2 separate regions of the Zea mays genome follow, and region 1 is linked to region 2. A link is a contact called in public Hi-C data. All regions are on one chromosome and are shown on one strand. The core of a region is the stretch at or near the end of the contact, and the rest is flanking DNA. Distances in the headings are between cores, read along the strand shown. Region 1 holds the start of LOC100284577 (NAD-dependent epimerase/dehydratase family protein). Region 2 holds the start of LOC100191172.

What was found. A called contact is a pair of places that touch in the nucleus more often than the background predicts.
Region 1: a contact with region 2 is called in a Hi-C map of tassel, with 2.2 times the contacts expected there. The contact joins the promoter of LOC100284577 here to the promoter of LOC100191172 in region 2. A contact is called at or near these places in 3 of 25 Hi-C or Micro-C datasets (ear, leaf and tassel).

The regions. Positions count from the first base shown.
Region 1 is chr4:45,700,851-45,707,598 of Zm-B73-REFERENCE-NAM-5.0, reverse strand. LOC100284577 (NAD-dependent epimerase/dehydratase family protein) reads left to right here and starts at 4,667. Exons shown (of 1, transcript NM_001157472.1): 1 at 4,667-6,493. The coding sequence starts at 4,800. The coding sequence ends at 6,230.
Region 2 is chr4:45,367,218-45,373,981 of Zm-B73-REFERENCE-NAM-5.0, reverse strand. LOC100191172 reads left to right here and starts at 2,803. Exons shown (of 1, transcript NM_001136607.1): 1 at 2,803-4,559. The coding sequence starts at 3,272. The coding sequence ends at 4,318.

The DNA of each region.
Region 1 (6,748 bases), core at 3,418-5,917, 330 kb before region 2:
TTGTAAATATTAAACAACTAGAGAAGTCTTTACCTGTCGACCAGAGCCGTCAACGCCGCTGGGTTGAAAGTGGGCAGCCCACGGCGGACCTGGTACGATAAGACGTCCAAGCCAGCCCTCTGTAGGAGAGGAGTGTACCTCTCATCGTACCTCATCTCCTCCAGAAACCGGTCGTGGGTCCGGACCCGCAGAACGGGCAACACCTAGCAATCAAAAGATTTTTCATTAGTCAAATATAGGTCGCATATATTAATTCAAATATAGGTCGCAAATATAGCAAACAAAATATTACCTCTCCCTCTGCGGTGAGACGGCCCCTGTGGTGCTCGTCGTAGTGAGGGTCCAGCAAGTGGAACTGCGCCATCCTGCAAAATAAGATATCAACATATTAGAATATAAGTTGTGTACAAAGTGTAACAAAAACATCGACATATTAGAATAAAATTTGTCTATAAAAAAATATATCACACCTGACTAAGTGTCCAAATGCATGTACGTGAGTTGTGGCCAAGTCTACCGCATTTTCCGCATTCATTCTGCTCTGGGTCCACGAGAAAGGGGGACGCTCGTCCTCTCCTACTGCGACCGGAAACCTGATCCATAACCATGTTGCACCGGCTCCTTTTCCTACTACCACGTTTGTCCCATCGATGCGCTGGATCAGCAACGTATACCGGACCGGTGTACGGTGGCCATTGTGACTCATCAAGAAATGGCTCAAAACGAGGGCTCCAGGTACGTACTAAGCTCTCTACACTGAACTCAGAAGGTATTCTGCTCTCAAATGCAAAGTTACGATGACGTGCGGCCGCAACATAATGAGAACATGGAAAATGGTATTGTCTAGGTTTACCACATCCACACCAGAATGCATCAAGTAACACGACATGTGTCCTCGAAGGTCGCACCTCACCGTCGGAAGTTATGCCGCCTAGTGTTGTTACCTCGTATTTACCCAGCTCCTCATCAAAGCATTGTACCTCATGTCTATGGGCACGTTCCTTTGCATTATTAAGGTGTGATGTTGGTTTAGGTGCCCATCTCTGCCCTCGGGTCTGCATTGCCTTGGCCTGCGCGTGTCTATCATTAAACCAAGCCACTAGCCTATAAAAAGTGAATGTTACTATAGCATTGACTGGCATGCCCCGTATACCCTTGAGCACACTGTTAAATGACTCGGCCATGTTGCTAGTCTGAAACTCGAACCGCCAGCCACCTTCGTCGTAGGCCCTTGTCCATTTGTGCGGTTCCCTCAGCAATCCAGCAATCCAGTTCTTACCTTCAGCATTTGTTGCATCTTTTAGTTCCTTCAACTTATCCTCGAAAAACGAAACCTCCAACTGACGACATACCTCCTCAAAAAGGGGGAAGTTAGCCTTGCTATGATCCTTTCGAAGAAGATTTTCTGCTAGATGTCGAGTGCACCATCTGTGGTGCATGGGTGCGTAGCCAGGAATCTGCTCTTGCACTGCATTAAGAATACCTTGGTGTCTGTCAGATATGACACCAACCTCGCGTCCAGGGCCTACGACATGGATGCGTACAAGCCGCAAGAACCAAGACCAACTATCTCTGTTCTCCCTCTCCACCAAAGCAAATGCCAAAGGAACCAGTGAGTTGTCTGCGTCGCATGATATGGCAACCAACAATGTGCCCTTATACTTCCCAAGCAGAAAAGTACCATCAATAGAGAGCACGGGACGACAATGCCTGAAGGCCTCTACGCACTGCGAGAAACACCAGAAAGCACGATAAAATATCTCTTTGCCGTTCCTCCATTCATTAGGTTTGGGGATGTACTCGTAATGCATGCCTGGGTTTTTTGCTTTCATTGCATTGAACAATGCTGGTAACTTCTCATAACCCTCCTCCCAATCCCCGTATATCATCTTCCATGCCCGCTGCTTTGCCCTCCATGCTTTCCCATATTTGATCCTGTAACCAAACAGCTCCGAAGTCATGGTCATAATTGACTTCACCTTCAAGTTTGGCTGACCCTTCAATATCCCCAATATCCTTTTCGCAATCAGGGTAGATGTCAACTGACGATGCTTAGAGCTCAGCTCTGTCTGGGCACAAGTGTGTGGACCTACAATTTTGGTGATCTTAAACTTTCCGGTGTCCTTCTGCCTTCGGGCACATACCCTCCAATTACATTCTGGCACCTCGCACACAACAGTGTAACGACGCTGTGCATACGAATGTCTCACCTTGAACGGCCTCTTCCGGTTCACAGAATATTCCTGTAGCCATCGTCTCAGTGTAGGCAGATCCTTGAAAAGTAAGCCAACCTTAATCTCAATGCTATCGGCGTTATCCGGAGCCTCTAGCAGTTCATCGTCACGTCCTTCAGCATACGCACGGGTGGAATGACTTAAACTGCTAAATTCATGTACTGCAGGGTCTCGCTCCGGACACAAACGTCTTATGAGTTCAATTTCTTGCTCGGTCATTTCTTGAACCGGACGGTCATCATCAGAATCTACGGCCCGTGCAGCCTCATATGGCTCCTCCTCATCCTCAATCTGAACATCAACACTATTGGATGCCCTGCATATGTTGTCCATATTATATGACACAGGCACATCAATCTGAACATCAGCATTATTGATATGTGGAGATCCTGCATCGGGTCGGAGCAAGAAAAACCACATTAAAAAGTCTAATCAAACGAAATAATGATGGATACGAACAATGTGTCGAAGACACTTACTAGGATGATCGTCAACTGGATCCTGGGTCAATGGGATCTCTTGGGGGGGTACCACCGCATTAGAAGCCCCACAAACGCCGGGAATAGGACGAGAAATCCCATACTCGTGCGGACCCGATTGAGCATCGGGCACAACAACGACTTCTTCATGAAGCTCTACCAAAGGAGCTTCAATACGAGATGCATTTGGCATTTGTGGAGACAACCCGACTGGACCTCCGCAATGACTAACAGGTAACTTTTGAACAACCACATCCAAACATGGTGGAACCATCGTCTTCACAATTCTTAAATATATCACCCAATCATCTTCTGAGGTAATGGAGATCAACCGTCGGACAACTGTTCCATATGTAATATGGGACAACAAACCCTGAATTGATATTCTAGGGTCGTTTATGTCGCAACTAATCTCCTCACAAGCTCGAGCCAAAAGCTGGTCAAAAGTTGGTCTTTCAACGAACAACATGGTCACGATCTTCATACCATCAAAAGTAACACTCCCATAAGCATCTATCTCCACCCTTCCTCCATGGTATAGTGTTACTAGGCTGTCCATCTATTTCAAAAATGGATTACTAACTCAATAATGGCTACATACTTAAGCCTACTAACTTACTAAGTAATAAATATATATTAACTAATAACTATACAATAAATATTAAATAAACACATCAAACGAAATTACATAATCTATAAATAATGTACGAAAACTATGTATACCTGAGAACGCGTACGACTCCAGCTAACGGTGGAGAAGGTCAAGTCGGACGAACACCTACGTACAAAAAAACTTATTGTCAGTAAAAAATTTGGCAGCACCTCCCCTGTAAAGTGATGTTTATAGAACCTGCGAATAAACGACAACACGATGGTTGCCAACACAGAAAACATGTAATATCAATGCGCTAAACAAAATGCTAACTATATAATCACTAAGAATTTACTAAACACTAACAATATGCTAAGCAACAAACTAGCTAACTATTTTAATAAACACTGACAACAAAATATCTAACTATTTACTAAACAATAAATAAGTGGATAGCTAACTAATTACTAAACACTAACAATAGCTAATAGTTTACTAAGAAATTAAAAAAAATTACCTGGCGGCAGTGGGCGGGCCGGGGGCGCGCGGCGGCCGGGGCGGGAGATGCCGGGGCGGAAGCAGGCGCGGTGGCGAGCGGGTGCGGTGGCGCGGTCGTCGGGCCGGCGGTGGCGCGGTGGCGAGCTCGGCGGAGGTCGGCGGGCGGGCGAGCAGGTCGGCGTATGTGGCGCTGGCGAGGTCGGCGGGCGGGGTGGGCGAGCTCGGCGGCCCGCCGGAAGACAAGCGCGGTCGCCGGAGCTGGGCGGGCGGGGTCGCCGGAGCTTGGAACGGCGGCGGCGATTTTCTAGCTCGGGAACGGCGGCGGCGGGTAGAAGTGAAAAGAAACAGAGAAGAAACGCAGAGAGAAAGGTGACTTGCGGTTATTTCCTAGCTCGGCGCCAAGATCTGTGGCGCCGAGCTAGGTGCCACGCGGACTTCCACGTCACATAGCTCGGCGCCATAGCCTGTGGCGCCGAGCTGTGTTAGCTCGGCGCCACAGGCTATGGCGCCGAGCTAAGGGTCCAAAACTGAGTTTAAAATTTTTTTAGGTCTAAACGTGAATTTACTTCAGTTTAGGGGCTAAAATACAAAAAATTCGGTACTCCCGTGAGTTGGATACCTGGACGGCGGTGATTGGCCGGCAGCTACCTGGCGAAAGCGGACAGGAGCTCACTCATTCCCGCGCAGCACAGGCTCGAGTCTTCACTCTTCACGCGGTGAATCCCTGACACACGGACAGTGAGTGCTGACGCATGCACCACCATTGCCCTCGAGCAAAAAGCACAGCCGTGGATAGCAGCAGCCCCGCGCGCCGGCCGGCCGGTCACCTCGGTTTATATCTTGCTGCCATCACCGCTATCACTATCAGTCTCACATTTCACACTCGCTCCCCACTTCGCATCGCCGAAGCACCACCACTTCACGCACTCCACTGTCCGCTCCAGTACTCCACTCCACCGAAGCGCACGCTCCCCGCCAGGAGCAGAGGAGGAGGGGATGCCGGGCGGCGTGGTGGACGCGGCCGCCAAGGGCGTGAGAATGGAGCGGCACGCGGCGCTGCTGCGGCGCGCGGCGGGGGCCAAGCAGCTGGTGTCGGCGTCGTCACAGCTGCTCTTCCGCGCCACCGTGCTCGCCACGCTGGCGCTAGTCGTCCTCTTCGCCGTGCACTACCCGTCCATGCTCTCCCGCTCATTCAGCCTCTCCGCAGCGCCCGCGTCCGGCGCCTCGTCCTCGCGGTCGCGGCACTCGCACCGGAGCCTGCTGGGCTCGAGGCCGGCGTCGCGCTGGAGCGCCGCGTGGGAGCGGGAGGTGCGGCGCAGCGCCGCGCCGCGGCGGGACGGGGCGCTGTCGGTGCTGGTCACGGGCGCGGCGGGCTTCGTGGGCGCGCACTGCTCGCTGGCGCTCCGCGCGCGCGGCGACGGCGTCGTCGGCCTCGACAACTTCAACGCCTACTACGACCCGTCCCTGAAGCGCGCGCGGCAGCGGCTGCTGGCGTCCCGCGGCGTGGCGGTGGTGGACGGCGACGTCAACGACGCGGCGCTGCTGGAGCGGCTGCTCGCGTCGGTGCGCTTCACGCACGTGCTGCACCTGGCCGCGCAGGCCGGCGTGCGGCACGCGATGCGGGCGCCGCAGGCGTACGTGGCCTCCAACGTGGCCGGCCTCGTCGCCCTCTTCGAGGCCGCGGCAAGGCACGCCGACCCGCAGCCGGCGGTCGTGTGGGCGTCGTCGTCGTCGGTGTACGGGCTCAACACCCAGGCGCCCTTCTCCGAGGAGCACCGCACGGACCGCCCCGCGTCGCTGTACGCGGCCACCAAGAAGGCCGGCGAGGCCATCGCGCACGCGTACAACCACATCTACGGGCTCTCCATCACCGGCCTCCGCTTCTTCACCGTGTACGGGCCGTGGGGCCGCCCCGACATGGCCTACTTCTCCTTCGCCCGCAGCATCGTCGCCGGCGAGCCCGTCACGCTGTTCCGCGCCGCCGACGGCTCCGACGCGCGCCGCGACTTCACCTACATCGACGACGTCGTCAGGGGCTGCCTCGGCGCGCTCGACACGGCCGGCAGGAGCACGGGCTCCAGGTCCGGCCGCAAGCGCGGGCCCGCGCCGCTCCGCGTGTACAACCTCGGCAACACCTCGCCGGTGCCCGTCACCCGCATGGTCGCCATCCTCGAGAAGCTCCTGGGCAAGAAGGCGATCAAGCGCGTCGTCACGATGCCAGCCAACGGGGACGTGCCGTTCACGCACGCCAATGTCAGCCACGCCGCGCGCGACTTCGGCTACCGCCCCGCCACCTCGCTCGAGGCCGGCCTCCGCCATTTCGTCGACTGGTTCGTCAGGTACTACAAGGTCGACGTCAGGGGCGGGAATGTCCTCGCCGGCAAGACCGCCAAGAGGAAATCCATGGCCATGTCCTCAGCATCGTGAGGAGCCGCCGCCGCTGTGTGTAATTTTGCTCATGGGAGCAGCAGGCTCCTTGCTCATAAGATATGGTCTCATTGTTTAAGCCTTGCTGCTTTTGCTTCTTCATGATGCTACCATACTACTACCATAGCAGTGCTTAGTGCCATGGAAAAGGGTCCATAGATAAACTAAGCTTAACTGCTTGAGAAAAAGAAAAAGGTAGAGAAAAAAAAGATGTGGGTATAGATATACAGCAGAGCAAAGCAAAGGAGCCATGTCTGAACAAAGACGTGGTCACTGCCGTCCTTATGATTCAGACCATTCTGCTTAAACTATTAATGTTTTTTTTTTTGGTCAGATAATATACTAGTACACTATCTCATTCGTGCTCACTGTGAGCCTGTGACCTATACGACTCCTGCCAGGAACTCAAAGATGCCCTGCTCATGATGCAAGTCCAAGAAGCCGCAGGCTGCCAAAACGGCATTGTTTAGGTTTCGGCAGTGGATTTGATGCATGCAGCTCCTGCATCTTCCCCACAT
Region 2 (6,764 bases), core at 1,554-4,053:
CTTTTTCTTATTTTCTGTTTTCCCTTTTTATTTTAAATTCATAATTTGAATTCAAATTCAAACTAGGGTTCCTCTTTTAGATTAAATGCATCACTCAAAAATACTAGCATGAGATGCACATTTATTTATTTATTTGTTGGCTACTTAACTAATTTAATTCCATTAATTGAATATGCAAAAAAAAGAGGAAACCGATTAATCTCCAAAGGTTCCAAAAATCCCCAAAACACTAACATATAAGTATATTTATTTATTTATATCATTATTTTTCTGTGATACAAATTTTGGGCTTTACAACGGTCCCACGCCTCACCGCTGCCAGACCTACCCCTAGCCGCTGATCAGCGGGCCCGATCCCGCTGGGGTTCCCCTGTCATCCCGCCGCCCGCCTGGCCGCCCGCCCGAGGGAGTTGCAGGAGATTTTCCTTAGCAGCAACTTGGTGAAGGCAAGTGTCCTCTGACCCATTATGTCCTACTTACTTATTAATTCACTATCTCGCATACCATGATCAACCTAAGGATTGACTAGTTTTCTGTTTGTCCTGTCCTTGATTACCCTTTTGGGATTTGGCTACTACAGTTAATATCATGATAGTGCTTTACTTTAATCAATGAACATGATGAGAATACTTTATGATACGATGATCTTATTCTGATTATGATGATGAAATTGTGGCACTAAAGGGGACTCGGGTTGTTTCCTGAGTACCTCTCCGTAAGGACCTGTTCGTTGGATGACCACCCGGGAAAACAATACAACCATGAGGGTGGTATGGGACACCCTTAGTTGATTAATTAGAGGAACAACCGAGGCTGGGTGTCGAGGTTCGTTGGTTTTGCTTTTGTTAGTCACCCCTCCTATGGGAAGAGGTAATGTGTTTGTTAAACTAGAGAAACCTAATGGGCGGCTACGACCTCTAGGGAATCTTTGTAAAGGCTACATAGTGAATCCCTATCCATTCACCTCCGTAGTGAAGATCGGGTCTTGCAAACCCAGGTTGGAAAGGGATCATGACTCGTGGGTAAAGCGTGCAACCTCTATAGAGGGTTAAAAACTGGTATATCAGCCATGCTCACGGTTATGAGCAGTCTTGGGAGCTCCTTTGATTAGAGATATGCTGGATACCTTGATAGTGATGGTTTAATGATGATGGTTATAATGATGGATCATTGTATTTCCTCTTGGAGGGAGTACCTTTTTGGGTTATTAACTTGTGGTTATTGCTAAAACTTGGCTCTCTACTAGTAATAAATGTCTGACAAACTAAAAGCAATTGCTTTAAGCTTCACCCCACATACAGCTAGTCCACTTTAGCCAAACGGGACATTTGCTGAGTACGTTGATGTGTACTCACCCTTGCTTAAAAACCAAACACCAGGTTGTCCCTATTGCAACCCCTACTCAGGAGAAGATGAAGGCCATGTAGAGGACTTTCAGAAGTTTCAGGACTATGATGAATTCTAGGGTAGATTAGCGGCAAACCCTAAGTCAACTGTCTGTGAAGGCCTTATCATACTATGTTTCGTTTAGCACTTTGATTATTGTTTAAGTTAATGATTTTGTGGATGTTTCGGACATCATGATGTAATAAAGTACTACTTCTTTCTGCTATTATTTGAGCAATGTGTGATGATGTCCAATTATGTAATCGTTGTGTACGTGAATCTCTGATCCTGGCATGTACATGGTTCGCATTCGGTTTGCCTTCATAAATCGGGTGTGATATAAGTGGTATCAAAGTCGTGCTGACTTTAGAACTGCTAACCTAGAGTAGCAATGGTCTTTCTAAGAACTATAGGCCCTCATTCTCACCTTGACCGTTGGTGTTACTTCAAAAGTTGGTCAAAAGAAAGCTTACTACATCACATCTTACGTCCAGGAATGAAACATTCCATCTCTTCTTGTCCACTGGTATAGAAAAGAATATGCATTTTCTTGATATTTCAAACCAGGACTTTGGATTTCTCATTGAGGGCTGATTTGATGACCAGGGATCACGGGGGATTGAAGGGGATTGGAGAGGAAATTCGTTCATTTCCCCCTCAATCCCCTCCAATCCCACCATAATCTCCTTGTCACCAAATCAACCATAATATTACCGACCAAAAGTGCTACTTATGATATTTTGATTGCTATTATGAAAATGTTAGTCTACAGGCTAAAAACTACATAGAAAGGATAAGGAATACAAAATTAGGGATGGCATCGGGTTTGAAACCTGCGGGTAGAGGGTTTTCAAACTCGCATCCACGGGTTTAATATTAAATCCGCACCCGCACCGGTTACCCACGACGAGTACAATATGCTACCCATACCCGCGACCCGTGGGTGACACAAACTCACGGACATATAATTATACACACACACACACATATATATATCATATTATATACATATATTTATACATATATATAATATACTACACATATATATACATATATACATATATATATATATAAAAATAAACATACACATATGTCTCTTGACGGTACGCGGGTTTGCGGTTACAGGTATAATATTTTCATACCCGCGAGAAAAAAATCCGTCAGGTTAAGAATTAAACTCGCATCTGTACCCGCGGGTATAAACTCACACTCAATCACACACCTTATAGGTTTTTACTCGTGGACACGCGGGTACCCGTTGTCATCCCTATATAAAATGCCACTGCCGTAGTCCTTGTTATTGTTGGGCCTAAAGATGGACAGTGTAGGGTTCTATTGGGCCTGCAGAGAGGGGCGTGCACTGGGCCCTGCGTGTGAGCAGCTAGTTGTAGGAAGCGAGGGGGGAGGAGGCGCTGGGCGGTGTGCCTGCCCGGGCGGTAGATAGGAGAGGTCAAGAACTACGGCACGACCGCCGACGTAGCAGAGGGATCTGTTCGCCTCCCGTACCGAGACCCCCCTACCCTTTCGTCGACGACTAGGCTTGCGGCGACCGCCCTTGGCTTCGCCGTCGGCGAGCATCACCAGGTCCGGCCACCGCTTCCCTTGCATTTTTATCCGGATCTGCCTCCTTCACTGCACGCATGTATTACGCCCACTGGCTCGGATTCGATTCGGCATCTAGGGTTTGGGTACGGCACCCTGGGGTCTGCTTCTGTCAGAACCTCGATGCTCTATGCCTCTATCCGATTGACAGAATGGATGTGTAGGGACTGACGATTGGCGGGGGAGCGAATGCGGAGATGGGCTGATCAGAACTGCGACAAGGTCCGGTTTTCTCTCTAAACCGCGGTCTCTGGAGGTGGGTTTGCTTTTTCCGTAGTCACAGATGGACGACGACGACGGCAGCCTGGGCATTCGGAACTGGGGCTTCTATGACACCGTGAAAGGCAGCCTCGGCCTGCAGCTCATGTCGCCCATGCCACCTGATCGGGACACGAAGCCACTGCTCCCGAGAGCTGGTTTCTTGCAGCAGCATGGGCATCACAATGCCCCACACCAGCTCCACGCACAGCAGCCGCAGCATTACCGTGACTCCGCTGGTGGCGGAGTCTCTGGTGGCACACCTGCCGAGCAGCACCCTATCCACATGGACTTCTCGCGCAATGAAGCTTGGCTGCACCCATCACACCACCAGCATCCCCATGAACAGAAGGTCCTTCATTCTCGCCCTATCGGACCAGCTGGGCATGTTGGGCATCCAGGCCATGTTGCCCATCCTGTGCATGCCGTGCATGTTGTGCATCACCATCCTACTGGCTATGGGATGATATCAGATGCACAACATACTCTTCAGATGATGCAACCACAGCTTGAGTCACAGCTTCAGGAGCCTCCTCCTTGCAAGGAAGACGAAGCACCACCTCCACTGGTTGAGGATCACTCCGTGGTTAGTACCGGGCCACCCGTGAAGAAGAGGCAGCGGGGCCAGAAGCAGAGCTGTCAGCCTAAGTCACCAAAGCCTAAGAAGCCTAAGAAGTCTGCTGTCCCACCGGAGGGTGGGACAATTAATGGGCACGCGACCCGGAGGAGGGGACCTAAGAAGAATGTGGGGATGATGATTAACGGTATTGAGTTGGACCTTGCCAACATACCAACACCAGTGTGCTCGTGCACCGGAGCTCCCCAGCAGTGCTACCGGTGGGGTGCAGGTGGGTGGCAGTCTGCATGCTGCACGACTTCTATTTCAACGTATCCACTGCCAATGAACACAAAGCGCCGGGGCGCACGTATTGCTGGAAGGAAGATGAGCCAAGGTGCATTCAAAAAGGTGCTTGAGAAGCTTGCTGGTGAAGGGTACAATCTTGTTAATCCAATTGACTTGAAGACGTTTTGGGCTAAGCATGGTACAAATAAGTTTGTAACGATCAGATAAAGAAGCCGTGCTATGTTTGTCGCTTTGTAGGTTGTAGAGCTGCAGTTAGGCCTGATTTATTGTTTGTATGCCTATGTGCCAGTCTGCAGACATTTGTAGTAGTAGTTTTTAGCCATGTTTAGTTTCGTTGTCTTAATTGTCATGTCTATCTCGAGCTTTGGATATCGACCAACTGAAGTCCTTGTATCCTCACTTTGCAAATTGTACTGTACCCATAATAGTCTCTAATTTAGGGCATCAAGATCAATGCTTTAGTTAATTGTGTGTGGAAGTAAGCATTATGTGGAGGTTTTCTCTGGTGGAGGGCATTAACCAGCACATTTTGGATAATGAGATAACTGTGAATTTTCTGTATGGCATCTATTCTAAGTCAACTTTTATGGAGTACTCATATTACGTATCCAAAGTCTTACAATTTACAATCAAGAACAGATTCAAGGAACTAAATTCTTTAGTGTATCTTCATTACTCTCTACCTCCAGTGGTCTGCGCCAAAGCAAATTTTATTGTTTGTGGCCTTCTTGCTCACCATGAATGTTTACTGAACTTTGCTTTTAGTTCATGTTGTATTTTCTTGTCAAGTGCTAGCTTGCATGTAGTATTTCTTCAGAAAGAGTGGTGTGCAGGCTGGTTGTGCTTAACTTTCTCTATGGCATTTGGTTGCACTTAACTTTCTTTATGGTATTTGGTTGCTTTTGTTCCGTGTGCTAGAATAAAGAAGCTATCCTAGAGCTAGGACCATTTCTTGGTGATGTGGTTGTGTCAGAAATGGTTGAGAAGGGTTCTGTTATTGCTAATGGCATTGACAGATACGTACCAAAACCATTTTACAAGTGTTCAGGTGTTGAAATCTGGTTACGAAGCGAAGCAGATTTCTATATGACAAATGGATCCATGATGCAAGGTTCGAAACCTTAAAATTAATTGGGTCCTGAGATGATTTCTATATGCTTAGTGAAGAGGCTACGTTTTAGTTGAAATGCTACTGATTTGTTTCCTGTTTTAAATAGATACCGAGTCGTAATAAACTAAGTAATCATCAAATTGTTTGGCTTTTCTCATTGTTATTCCCTTGAAGGCAATGCAACAAGAATTAGGTCATTTGTCGAATCTGGTAGTGGTAGTATCGTAGTCCTAGTTTTTATTGGTAGGTAAGCTGGTATAGTCGCTACTATTTTAAAGCACTGGTTTTATCGGTCGTCCCACGTCAATATTTTTCAAAAAAACCCTACATTTATTTAGAATCAAACCGCACTCATATAATCTCTTCTCTACTACTATAATATGAGAGTTTATGTAAAAAATAAGGTGAAACTATGTATAAGTTAGTGTTTGAAGCTTGGTTTTTAGCTCTATATTCATACACACCTAATCAATAGAAAACATATATTTTATGTTTTATTAAAAAAATTTATCATATGTCATATATATATATATAAATCGTAGCAATGAACGGGCGACTAGTATATCTTTAAGCTTCTATTATGTATTAGATCGTTTCTCTTACATTTGTGTGATTATGTTACTAGCTAGGATAAACCTTAATAGCTAATGCAGATGTAGTGGTTGTATCATGTTCTTTTTCAACAAATGGTTTTTGTTTTTAAAAGTTTGCAGACTTTTTTTTGTTTTTGTTGCTAAGCATGGCACAAACAAAACTTTAATGATCAGGTCACCTTAGGTTCCATGGTTGTACCTTGCCCTGAGTTATTCTGTACGTATCTGCAGAAATTTTTACAGCTTGTAGCCATTTTTAGGTTTGTGAAGATTGATCTACATGCCAGTATCAGAGCTTAGATACGGAGACCTGTCTCGTTAGATGGCAAGAAATTTAACGTGTCCAATGTCTGGTGTTTCTGAATTTTTAATTTGCTACATATTACACCTTTCACTGTTGTTTTATGAAATACTCATTTTTGTGCTAGTAGTGTTTTTTCCCCCTGAATTATTGTTAACCTGATGCCGTCGTCTTTATTATTTTTATCATGGAAGTAAAATTGTTGAGATGTAAATAGAACTTAGAAGGAAGTTGTAATGTTTGTACAACCTCATGATAATGTTGCAGAACTTCTGTGTTAACACATGTTACTAATAAGTTGGCTCGATAGGATGGATTAACCTATCTTCCCTGCCGAAAGAGTGCATGGGATGATGTAATATTTAGTGAGCTTCATTAGTTTGCTTGGTTATCCTGGTTATATGGGAGATGCTATTCTTGAACATGTGACTTTTTTGGGGGTGGGGTGGGGATCGTGGATTTTAAGATTTTACACTTAGTGCTGGTTTGGTGATAAGAGATTTGGAAGGGATCATAGGGTTTGTTTAGGAGCAAGGATATTAGAGAGGATTGAAGGTGCTAAAATCCTCTTGCTCCTAAAGAAGTCTTTAAGGCTACTTTAGAAATTTAAATCCTTTTGGAGATTAAGGAGAAAATTAGTTACATGTG